Regions from separate parts of the Anser cygnoides genome. Here region 1 is linked to region 2. The links are chromatin contacts, called in public Hi-C maps. All regions are on one chromosome and are shown on one strand. Each heading gives the region's core, a stretch centred on a gene start, on an enhancer-like site or on the middle of the called end of the contact. The rest is flanking DNA. Distances are from core to core; before and after follow the strand shown.

What was found. A called contact is a pair of places that touch in the nucleus more often than the background predicts.
Region 1: a Hi-C map of liver shows a contact between it and region 2, with 13 times the contacts expected there. The contact joins two enhancer-like sites. A contact is called at or near these places in 2 of 7 Hi-C or Micro-C datasets (both in liver).

Annotation. Positions count from the first base shown.
Region 1 is chr5:14,522,499-14,527,483 of Taihu_goose_T2T_genome, reverse strand. The region is part of intron 1 of TTC17 (tetratricopeptide repeat domain 17); the gene reads left to right. Among named protein-coding and RNA genes, the nearest start is that of TTC17, 3.4 kb to the left of the region's middle. Within about 2 kb of position 3,398, at least 2 of the 3 cell types and tissues checked have open chromatin away from gene starts, as enhancers often do. A contact at or near this core is called in liver, where this site is marked.
Region 2 is chr5:14,340,607-14,346,085 of Taihu_goose_T2T_genome, reverse strand. All of the region lies in intron 3 of HSD17B12 (hydroxysteroid 17-beta dehydrogenase 12), which reads left to right. Among named protein-coding and RNA genes, the nearest start is that of HSD17B12, 21 kb to the left of the region's middle. Within about 2 kb of position 2,950, at least 2 of the 3 cell types and tissues checked have open chromatin away from gene starts, as enhancers often do. A contact at or near this core is called in liver, where this site is marked.

The sequences.
Region 1 (4,985 bases), core at 2,149-4,648, 180 kb before region 2:
TGGAGTGGAAGAAGCAGCCTCTACAGGAAGCTGCGTGGTCTTCCCCCAGTAATTTTTATCAAAAATAGAGCAGTAGGGAGTGATGAGTGTCTGTAAACATCACTTTCCTTTTGAGGCACTTTTGGTGGGGTCTCTTATCAGAAAGCATTTACAGTGCTGAGACAGGTGGAACCGGCTTCCCGTAAAAGAACCTCCTGCTGTCTTCATCAATCTGAGGCGCCGTCTTATGGGTCTTAAGTTGTCTACACAGGTCTAAGCACTCTCTCACCCTAGTTAATCACAAATTAATGAATGACAACATTTCCAGTGTTATTTTTCCTCCCTTTTCCACTTTACATAGTGGAGAAGTGATGAGAGTGTATGATGATGGTGTGGAAGCATCTGCATGTGTATATTAATTGTATATTATCAAATTTGGGTGAAGTGTTGATTTTGATTATTGCATGAAAAGCAGCTGTGACTTGGAAAAATCTAATTAGCTAACATGACTTGAAAAATCTAATTAGCTAAATGCAGCACTGATTTTAGGAAGTGGCTTTTTATGCTGTCAGTTAACTGATGGGACGTGTAGAAGCTTCCACTGTACGATTGCTGTGCAGGAAGCTGGTCAATCACAATTAGCTGCGCCCTCTAAGGAGAGCCCCTGCCCGTGCCACCCACCGCTCAGTGGAGCCCCAGCCTGCCCCGGGCCTCCCTGCAGCGGGAGGCGAGCTGGGGGAAAGCGGCCTGGGGGTGGGTGTGGAGCTCTGCTGGCCCCAGAGCCGCGGGGGAGCAGCCAGAACGTTCCCGTGTTCCTCATGTCAAGTACTCAAATGCTAGAGCTGATGTGATGGAATAACGTCTGCAGAACAAGGTAACTTCTGTTTTTTTGGCGTGCACGGTCAAAATGAGTCCACCCAGTACCAGCAAGGAAACTCAGATTCTACATACGGTGGTACTTGGAACGTGAGGAGCTGCATTCATCTTCAGTAGCTGGGGGACAGCGCTTCTTCACGAAGTGCTGCCAATTGTCCAGTGAGTTTTTTTTGGAGTAAGGTGTGTTTCAGCATCCCTTACTGTTTTCCTTCTGGTGTTTGAGAAGAAGAAACAAATTTGTGGGTGTTGCCATTGCCAGCCCTGCAGAGCACCTCTGAATTTCACTTTGTCCCACTTATTTGTATTTTGGGGAATGAGAAGCCTGGGTATTTTCTAGAATGAACTTGAATGTTGTTTTAAATGCCAAAATATAATTATTATTTTTTGCTGCTAACTGTTGAATCATAGCAGAGTACTTCAGTTGTCCAGCAAGGAGGAATTGTCTTCTGTGCATTGGTAATAGGATGATTTGTAATTGATTTATTATCAATTCATTGATAGTACCATTGAATTCCAAAATATTAGGGCTGTTCTCTTAATACCAAGACCTAAATACTTATTAACAAAGCATAAGCCTAAAATTTCCCCTCAGAGCATCCTTTTGTTTTAGTTTTTCAGGGTGTTACTCTTCATTAAATTGATATTTATTATGAGAAGTTGTCTTTTTACCAGTACTGTTTAGCCAGAAAGAATGACTGATTTATTATTATTTTTTTTAATTTTGTGTGTTTTCAGTGGGGCTTTCCGCTTTCCTTTACATTCATCTTGCAAGCCATTGGGCTGTGCAGCTTTTTGTGTTTCTCTGCAGTGTCTGGAGTTTCAGCTTCTCAATGTATGTGGTGTGCTACCTGTCACCTTACCTTTCTTTTAGTCCTTCTAATTAATCTGCTGCTGTTTTGTCAAAAGATATTGTCACACCAGGTTTCTCTGTAGTACTCTAGACTTCTCCTTAGAACTTCAAAGTAACGATTCATTCTTGCTGTTTCTGTGGCAGCCCATGTTTGAGTTTTGGAGAACCTTATCTTCCAGAAGACAGCTGTGTAAGTGAAGGCTCACGTTTGGAACAAGCTTCAGCTGCTGCTGGTTTGAGCACAGTAACCTGAAGAGGATCGTAGAGTAATACTGCCTGCCCTGCAGCTCAAAGCAGGGCCAGCTCGGGCAGGTCGCTGAGGGCCCTGCCCACCTGAATTTAGCGTCTGAGGATGGAGATCCAACAGCTTTAGCTTTGTTGGGCCGTTGGACACCTGGTCCAGTGGCTGACTGTTTTCAGAGTGAAATTATTTTTCATCTTTTCTAATTAGAATTTCACTTGTAGCAGCCGGTGTCTGATGCCTCTCACTGTGGCACCTCAGAGGAGTCTGGCTGTGTCTTCTCTGTACTCTCCCATGAGGAAGCTGAAAACAGCAGCAATGCCCCCCTGTCCTCCTCAAGGCTGAGTCAGCCCGGTTCTCTCAGCCCCTCTGTGTGCTATGTGCTCCAGGCCCCTGGCTGCCTTGAACAGGCTTTGCTGGCCGTGCTCAGGTACGTCGGTGTCTGTCTCATGCCAGGGACTGAAAGCTGAAGCTGATTTATTCTTCCAAGTGCTTTTGTTTTCCTCACCCTGCTGGTTCCAGTCTTGCCACTGCAGCCCAGTGTGCAGTTGACCTTCATTGCTGCAGAAGTGAATGCTGCTGACAAATCATCATTATTTTTTTCCCATACCAGAACCCAGATGTCCTTTTCTGCAAAGCTTGTTTTGTGTTTGGCCAGCCCCAGCGTTTCCTGGAGCAGGAGACTTCCAAAGGCGCTGGCTTTGTGCTTGCCTTTGCTGAATGGCCCGATGGTTTCTGCAGCTGTCCCTCTTACAGCAGCCCTGCCCTCTGCCCTGCCACCCCCGCCCCGCATTTGCAGAGGACACTAGGCTTGCTGAGGTCTTTTTTCCACAGTGTTCATGAAGACACTAAACAGTGTTGGCCCCGCTATTGATCCCTGCGAATGCTGCTCGTGACCAGCCACTGCTGGACTTTGCACTGCTGATCGCAACCCTTCCAGCACAGCAGCCTCCCACTGGAAGTGGCTAGCGCTGTCTGGTGACTAAGAGTTGTGGTAGCTTTTGTATTGCTTAATTTTAGAAGTATTAGCTTTCTCAAACTCTGAAATGCATTTTAAAATTGTCACCTTTTTGGAGCAGGAAGGGCTTAATCTTAACTTGGACTACGTAGGTTTATCTGAAGGAAGCCCATGTAATTGGTAAAGATATGGGCAGAAAGCTCAAGTGATAGTAAAAGGCAGCCATTTGCCCTGTTAAATGATTCACTAGCTGTAGATGTTCAGATAAGTACCAGTGACAAGTGACTTCCCTGCAGCTCGTAGTTTGCTGCAGTGAATTTTGTTTTCCTTGTTACCAAAGTGCACTGTGGATGAGGAGCTGAAAGCAGAAGTTACAGATCCTGACCTCTATACAAAATCCAACAGCCTGGATCTGTTTGAGGGAAGGGTTTTTATGTTATGGCCCTAAGATCTCCACTGGTCATGTTCTCCTTGTAGTGCAGTAAGAGTGTAAGCCTCTAGTATGAGACTACATTGGAGTGAGATTGACTTGTCTGTGGCATAAGACAGCTTGCTGACTGAGATTTCATATGGAGTTCCTGGTGGTAGAGCAGCCTGACAAGTGGCAAAACTAAGGCAAACCTAACAACTTGCAGTGTATCACCAAGATCTCGTCTAGTAAATGGGAATGCTTGCTAAGTAGGCCCTGCTGTTCCAGTTTCTGGCGAGTATTTCTGAATGATGAAGCAAGTTAATTCCCAGCACTGCATGTAACGTTTCGTTGTCTCAGTACACCATCACGAGAAAAGTTATCGAGTTGTATCTGTTGCTCTAGTAGCTGTTTTCAGGTCACATACATCTTTCTCTGAGTCGGTTCCTGTTCTTTTTTTGGTGTGAGTCCTCCTTCAGCTGTGTGTTCCTGCGAAGTCAGGGACCAAGTCATCGTATCTCTTTGATGAAATTATATCTGCGTAGTGCATGTTTATAAACCTTTTTGTTTCACAACTCCCAGTATAAAGTTCAGACTAATATATAACCAATTTTAGACTGTGCTTTTATGATTGTAGGGAAACTGGCTACCCTACAGAAGCACTAGTGTACTTCAAGAGACCAGAGAAACTCGGCATAGGGAGGACAGACTAAATAAGGTGCAGCCAACAGCTTTCATACTCATTCTTGGCTTTGCTGGTGGACACTAGCTGCTGTCATGCACCAGAGACCTGACATACCACAGCTGAGGTAGGGTCTTCACAGAGGTCACGTTTGGGCTTGGTGGAGACAATTACAGCCAAGCACGTTGTGCTGGACTCCAAAAACTGCCTTTATGTGGACTGCTATAAACACTGAAAAAGTCAGTCCAGAGTAACTAAACGAAAGTAGCAAAGAGCTCCCAGACAGATGGTTCAAAGCAGGGCTGAGGAAGCGTTGCCAGGAGCAGAGAGCCTCAGGCAAGGAATCTGAGCTGGCAGAAAGTTGTTTTGTGCTGAAGTTTGTTAAGAGATGACCAGAAGAACAGTGTGAAGGAGCAAGGCTTTTAGCCTGTACTGCGCTGAGAAGACTAGCCCCTCAGTAAGCAACATCCGAATTTCATGGAGAGAGACATCGTGTTGGATTCCTGCTTAGTACAAGAAGAGAAGCATTACCTAATAGGTCTTCATTTGGTGATGGATTTGAATGTGAGTGTGTCCCAAGTGGCGGCAAGGCACAATGATTCACAGATGGCTTTAAAGTTAGTGAGTGCACTACTGCCGTCAGTCTGACTGCCGCCTGACTGCACGGTACACCAGCAGGTGGAGATGAAAACAACAGTCTATGTATACACTCAGACTAGAGAAAAAGCAGCCACCCAAAGCCAAGGAAAACTGAAAATCTAGTGCAGGCAAACAAAAACCTATTTTCTGTTTGCAGAGCATCTTCTGTGATATGTTAAGCAGTTGCTCAGTCTCATCTTGAAAATGACAGGTGGATGTTTGCTTTGCTACTTCTCTAAAGGTTGGTTTTCTTGGCCATCTGACCTTTTTCTTGACTGAATTTCTAATTCTGCTAAGTCTGCTGTGTGCTAAACAAAACAAATTGCTCTTTATTGCTGGTGTGTGTAACAG
Region 2 (5,479 bases), core at 1,701-4,200:
TTCAGATGAGATGCAGATGGTCTTTCTGATGAGGCTTCCTATTTCAGCAAATGAAACCAGGAGCAGAAGTGAAGTTAGTGTTATTTTTGCCCCCAGTTTTCTGTTTTTATTTCATAAAAATGCAGGGAGTTACTGCCGTCTTATTAACTTGCAGCCGGCATGCTTATCTTCTTTGTTCTTTGTTAAATATGAGCTGGCATGTGTTAGACTGCGTTAGTGTTCACTCTTTGGGACTTCAGTGGTTTCTAAATTTGGCATTGCTAAGCCGGTGCCCTGTTTGCTTGAATCAATTGGGGCTGCTATTTTTAGCAACAAAAGGGAATTGAAATAGCAATTTTCTTTCCATGTAATAGATCCCCAGGAGGAATACTGATGCAAGCTCTCTGTCATTCCATATTCTCCCCTTCCCCAAAAGCACTCAGACGAAAGGCAGCTGTCACGGTTTGCGGCTGTATTAATCTTTAATCAATCGAGTGTTTTCTGCATTCAGGTGTTCAGGGAAAAAAGGGTCACGACGAGGATCTGCCTAGAATAACTAAGCGCTCGTGCATGGGCTGTGCAGTCAGGACTCGGTGGGTAACGGCAGGGAATAGACAGAGCAGCTAAAAATAGCGTTTGCTTCCAGTGTTTCTCCAGTCTATTTTTGATGCTTGATTTTGATAAGGTTGATTGGGCTCTTACTAAAAATAGCTGTTCCTAGCAAGCTGAGGACAAAAAGTAGAATATTTTTAACCAGCGCAGACTAAAGTACTTTTGTTGGCTGGAGATAATCTAGAAGCTCGGTATTGGTCAATTGCCAGTGATTTATATAAATCTGTAATAGATGAAGCGCTGCTTGATGCCAAGCAGGGATAGTCTCTTCTCCCCTTGCCAGCTTTTGTTTTCCCCAGGAGCTGTCATATTCTTAATATAGCCTCCGTGTTTCGTAGCAGAAGAATCTCGACTCTTTAGTTATTTATGCATTGTACTTTAAACCTCTGCTAAGGTTAGCTGTGCTGGGAAGTTTCTCTGAACTGTATTGCTTTAAAAAGCCACGTTAGCTTCCTAGCTTATTCCTTTTGCTGCTATCTGCTGCAGCTGGGGATTGTGCAGTGATGTGACAACCTCGCTGCTATCTCCAGCCTGTCTTGCAGGACTGGGGCTGCTCTTCTGTAGAAGATGTAGCTGGGAGAATTACTCTGCAGTGGCCATTTTGACAACAAATTTGAATACCTCTCAGTGGGTTGGAGCTGTAGCTGAGCTGCCCTCCTTGAGATTGGGTTGTTAGCTTGATTTTTTTTTTTTTTAATTTTTTGGCAGAAAGAAAACAGCTGTTCCCAGATTGCAGGACCCACATCTTTCTAGGGGGAATAATGCTGTTAGTAGCTTGAGTCCTCCTTCTAGGCAATGCTGTGCATGAGTGCATCTGCAGTACTTTGAAGGATCACCTAAAAACTTACTTCTCTTAATGAGAACAGGAAAATGGCCAAACTTAAATGAATTTGTAGTTCTAGGAAGCCAGTAGAGAGCACACATAATAGCTGTTAGCTTCATTGTGCAAGGAGTATGCCTGGATACAAGTATTCCATGTTTTTTCTCCATTAGGCAACTCAAAAAGCTTATTTTGCTGTAGAAAACGTGTTTGTATCTGAAGGCAGGCTTGATCTCTTTAAGCTTTGTCTCCACTGTAGTCTAACCTTGAATTGGGGAGTCACGAATCTCTAATCTTGTTTCAGCGTGAGTGCTCTGCAGAGCTGCAGTCGGATTCTCTGCGCTTGCCGTTGCTCGCTCTCCCCGTATCAACACTGCTCCTTGCTCCTGTCGTGAGACAAAATGATTTCTGCATGCCTGCCTCATGCTTTACTGCACCGTTCTGTGCTTTTGTTTTAAGATGTCCTGGCTGGATAAGAAGCAGATAAAAACGTTCGTTCAAGGCCTCGAATATTCACTCCAATTGGTAACCAGACTGCCATGGTCTCCCAGGTGCTGCTTTTGCTGGTCTGCACGATGGAGTCACCCTTTTAAGAGCAGACAATGGCTATCCAGTAAACCTCTCACGAGGTGGTGGATGTTCTCTAGGTCACCTCTTCCTTGGGAAGGCAGCGGCTGCTGCTTGTTGCAAGCAGACAGAACGTGAGCACAGGTCATGCCCTGTGCTGCTGGTGGGGGGGCCTCGTCCTGTGCACGTTTAGCCCTGGGGTTTCTGAAGGATGCGGGTGCTACTGGAAGCATTCACTTATTCACCCCTTTGTAGCCCATCTGGAAAAAAAAATACTTTTTTATAGTCCCTGAAGCCATGTACCACTGGGCATATTGGTCTTCTGAACTGAAGTCACTGCCTGTGTATGCAGCGTGTTTTGTAGGCCTGGTCTGTGGCCCTCAACAGCAGGAGAGCTCTTCCCTTTTAGCGCAGAGCAGGCGTGTCACTGACCACTGAGCCCAGTGATCTTTGCTCCTTGTTTGTCAGGGGTTACCTTGGGTTTGCTACCAGATCGGAGGTGACGCAAGTGCTTGTAAACTGCATCATGGCTGTTGTATGTGCCAAAAGCTGTGAAACACGAGGAGGCAAAGCGGCTAGATGGCACTAAGGCTTAGAGAGTTGTGTCCATTGATAACTAGCCCAGTAGTGGAGGTTGTGATGGATTCCTGTGTATCTTTATCTTAAATTTAAGAGATCACTGGAAGAGGTCAAAGATGTTCGAGTAAACTCAAGGTGGAAGTTGTGATCTTTTTACCGTACAGGAAGCAAAATTCTGGCACAGTCTTCAGGGCAAAGATGCTATACTGTCCTAAAGTGGAGATGGATTTATACAAGCAATTTCATGATGTGGTGGGGATCTAAATGTAACTAAAAACATAAACTGGTGATATGAGTTCTTGTGCAGTTGATTCGTTAGTATGTATTTAATGGTAATTGAAAGGTCTGGAGACTTTCTGTGCTGTATTTGCTGCAGTGTACTTAATCCTGTATTTTAGGACTTTGATTAGTTGCTTGTAAAATTCTGCAGTAAATACCCTGAGGTTTTAGAGAATAAATTCTGCCCTTTCTCCTCTGCCTTCTGATGGTGTGCTGAACATGGCAAGCAGTGCTCCAAGCCCCATCGATACCTCGTGGGGAACCCAAGTGCACATCTTGCTCACATGGCTGAAACTGATTAAATCATGGGAGTTCAAGTTAGAAAGGTTTTCTCCTCCTCCCAAGCCTGGTGGTTTGACTGGACCATTGCACTTTGTACCGTAGCATGCATTGGGAAACTTCCCGCTGTTGCACAGACCTGAGGTCTGTGATCCTGACCTTTTCTATACTCTTCCTGTGGCATTTCCTGTGGTCAGAGATCACAGGTCATAAATTTGTTGGGTGTTCTTTCTTGAGTGGTGTGGATACAGGGGAGTGAATAATTGTTCGTTCACTCTTATGTGGATAACAACTATTAAATGAATAGTTTTTGATTGCAAGGGCAAGGAGCTGGAGTCAATAACTTAAGTCATCTTTTAGTTATTAGTCCTGATGGAATAAGAGGCTTGATGTCAATACGACACAAGTGGAAATACACCTGCCATGTTCATTGTACACATTCATTTTAAGTTCACGTTCCAGCGAGACCAGCCATGTCTTTGCATGTGTTTCCTACTGATGCTCTGGCTGCCACCGAAGCTGACAGCATAAAATACAAAGCTGTTGAATACTAGACAAAATCTGTTCGTTGCTTTTCTGTGCGATGCTTGCATGTGTTGTTTTCCCTGTCCCCCAGTTTTGCAGAAGGTGACAGTAAATGCTGCTTGAATGATGGTTCTGCAGATCCACGATGCTTCGAGTGCCAGAGGCTGTGGCATCAGGAGGATGAGAGTAGGGGCTGAGGCTCAGTGAATCCTAGAGACAGGAAACATCCGGATTGTCTGGTACCTCTGTCTTAAACGGGCCTGACTCTAGAATCTGCACTGTTATTACTTAATTGCGTGTTTAAAATTAGTTGTTGCTGGACGCTGCATATTTCTTAATAATACCGAATTTCAGGGGTTGGGAGAAGATATTTTGGTATTCTAGAGAAATTCTTAGCTTGTAGTGATGATTGGTACAGGCTTTTTTAACGAAGCACAGGAAAAGTTTTCCTCAGCTAGAATCTGGCATACAAACAGATCTCTTTTTTTTTTTTTTTGCCTTATTAGAAAATCCGACTTGCTACACCTTACGTATGGCATAACCTCTGGTGGGGGGAGCAGATGGCACCCCGTATGGCTTTCTCTGGGGACCTAGGTACTATGTTGTAAGTTCCTTTCTATCTGCTTACACCATAGAAAGGCTATATTCAAAGCCTTGATGGACTTAAGTGACTTATAAGTCACCACAGTGTGCGATGTACGCTAGTGGCTATCATGAATAGCGATTCCAAGTGTTTTACCAGCTTTCCCACCTCTCGCCTACCGTTCTGAACAATGTAGGGTCAGTTGGAAGGGGTGCGCAAAATAAGACTGTTCATGCACAGCAAAAGTGAAAGCGGTGACTGGAGGATAAAACCCGGGCACACGCCTGTAACCCGTTGTAATGACTATGTCAGTCTTAACCAATTTAGAAAGTGTCATTGTATAGAAGAGCAAGAGTTTCCCCTTTCAGTGCGTTGTGCGGGGGACAGGTTGTGCAGGCTCTGACATGGAACAGGTCTTTGTGCAAGTGTTTCAGAACTGAGAAAGATTTTGTAGTTCTGTACATGTTGACTCCATATTTACGTGTGTGGTAGTCAGAAAAGTGTGTTGTGGCCTGGGAATCTGTTTGACATGCAGTTAATTATTTTGTAAAACAGCTTGTGTCCAGAGTTACTGGACTCTGGCTAGTGATACCTTCCAGTGGTAGAATGTCCAGCCCAACACAAGCCAATATGCTGGTGTATTGAGTGATGACGTTCTCTGTTTTCAGAGTGTTTTATGTTACTTGATGCCTTCCCTCATTTTCCCTTATTTCCTTTACAGTCCCAAAAGTCGGGGGAAGATGGGTGTTGACTCCTTTGCCTAAAATCAGCCAGTGCTTTGGTCCCAGCTTCCATTCAGACAAACTTTAATTCAGTCGGCTCCTACACAAGCTTCCTGGGCATTCTTCTCGCTTCCCCTTGGGAGACAACAGATGGCTGAAGTGGGAAGCTCCTGCAGCTAGTCTGACTACTGAGTAAATGTGTATAGTCACACTTAGGAGCTGGTGCAGCTTTCTTGCACAGACAATAACTTATTCCCACCCCGCTTGCTTTGCCTTCTTTAAGCTCTGCCAACTGCAGTCAGTTTGTAACTTCTTTGTTGGAAGGCAGTCTGGAGGAGAAACAAAATTTAAAAGCTTACTCCACACTCGGAGTTAAACTAGCTTCAACACATCCGGGTGATGATTGAAATTTAGTTAAACTGGTGCAGTTCTGCACGTAGCCAGCGCGGTTGAAACTGCAACGCTTGGTTTCAGAATGGCAGCTAGAGATTTATGTCATCAATGTGAAAACTAGGTGTCTTGCTAATGCACAAA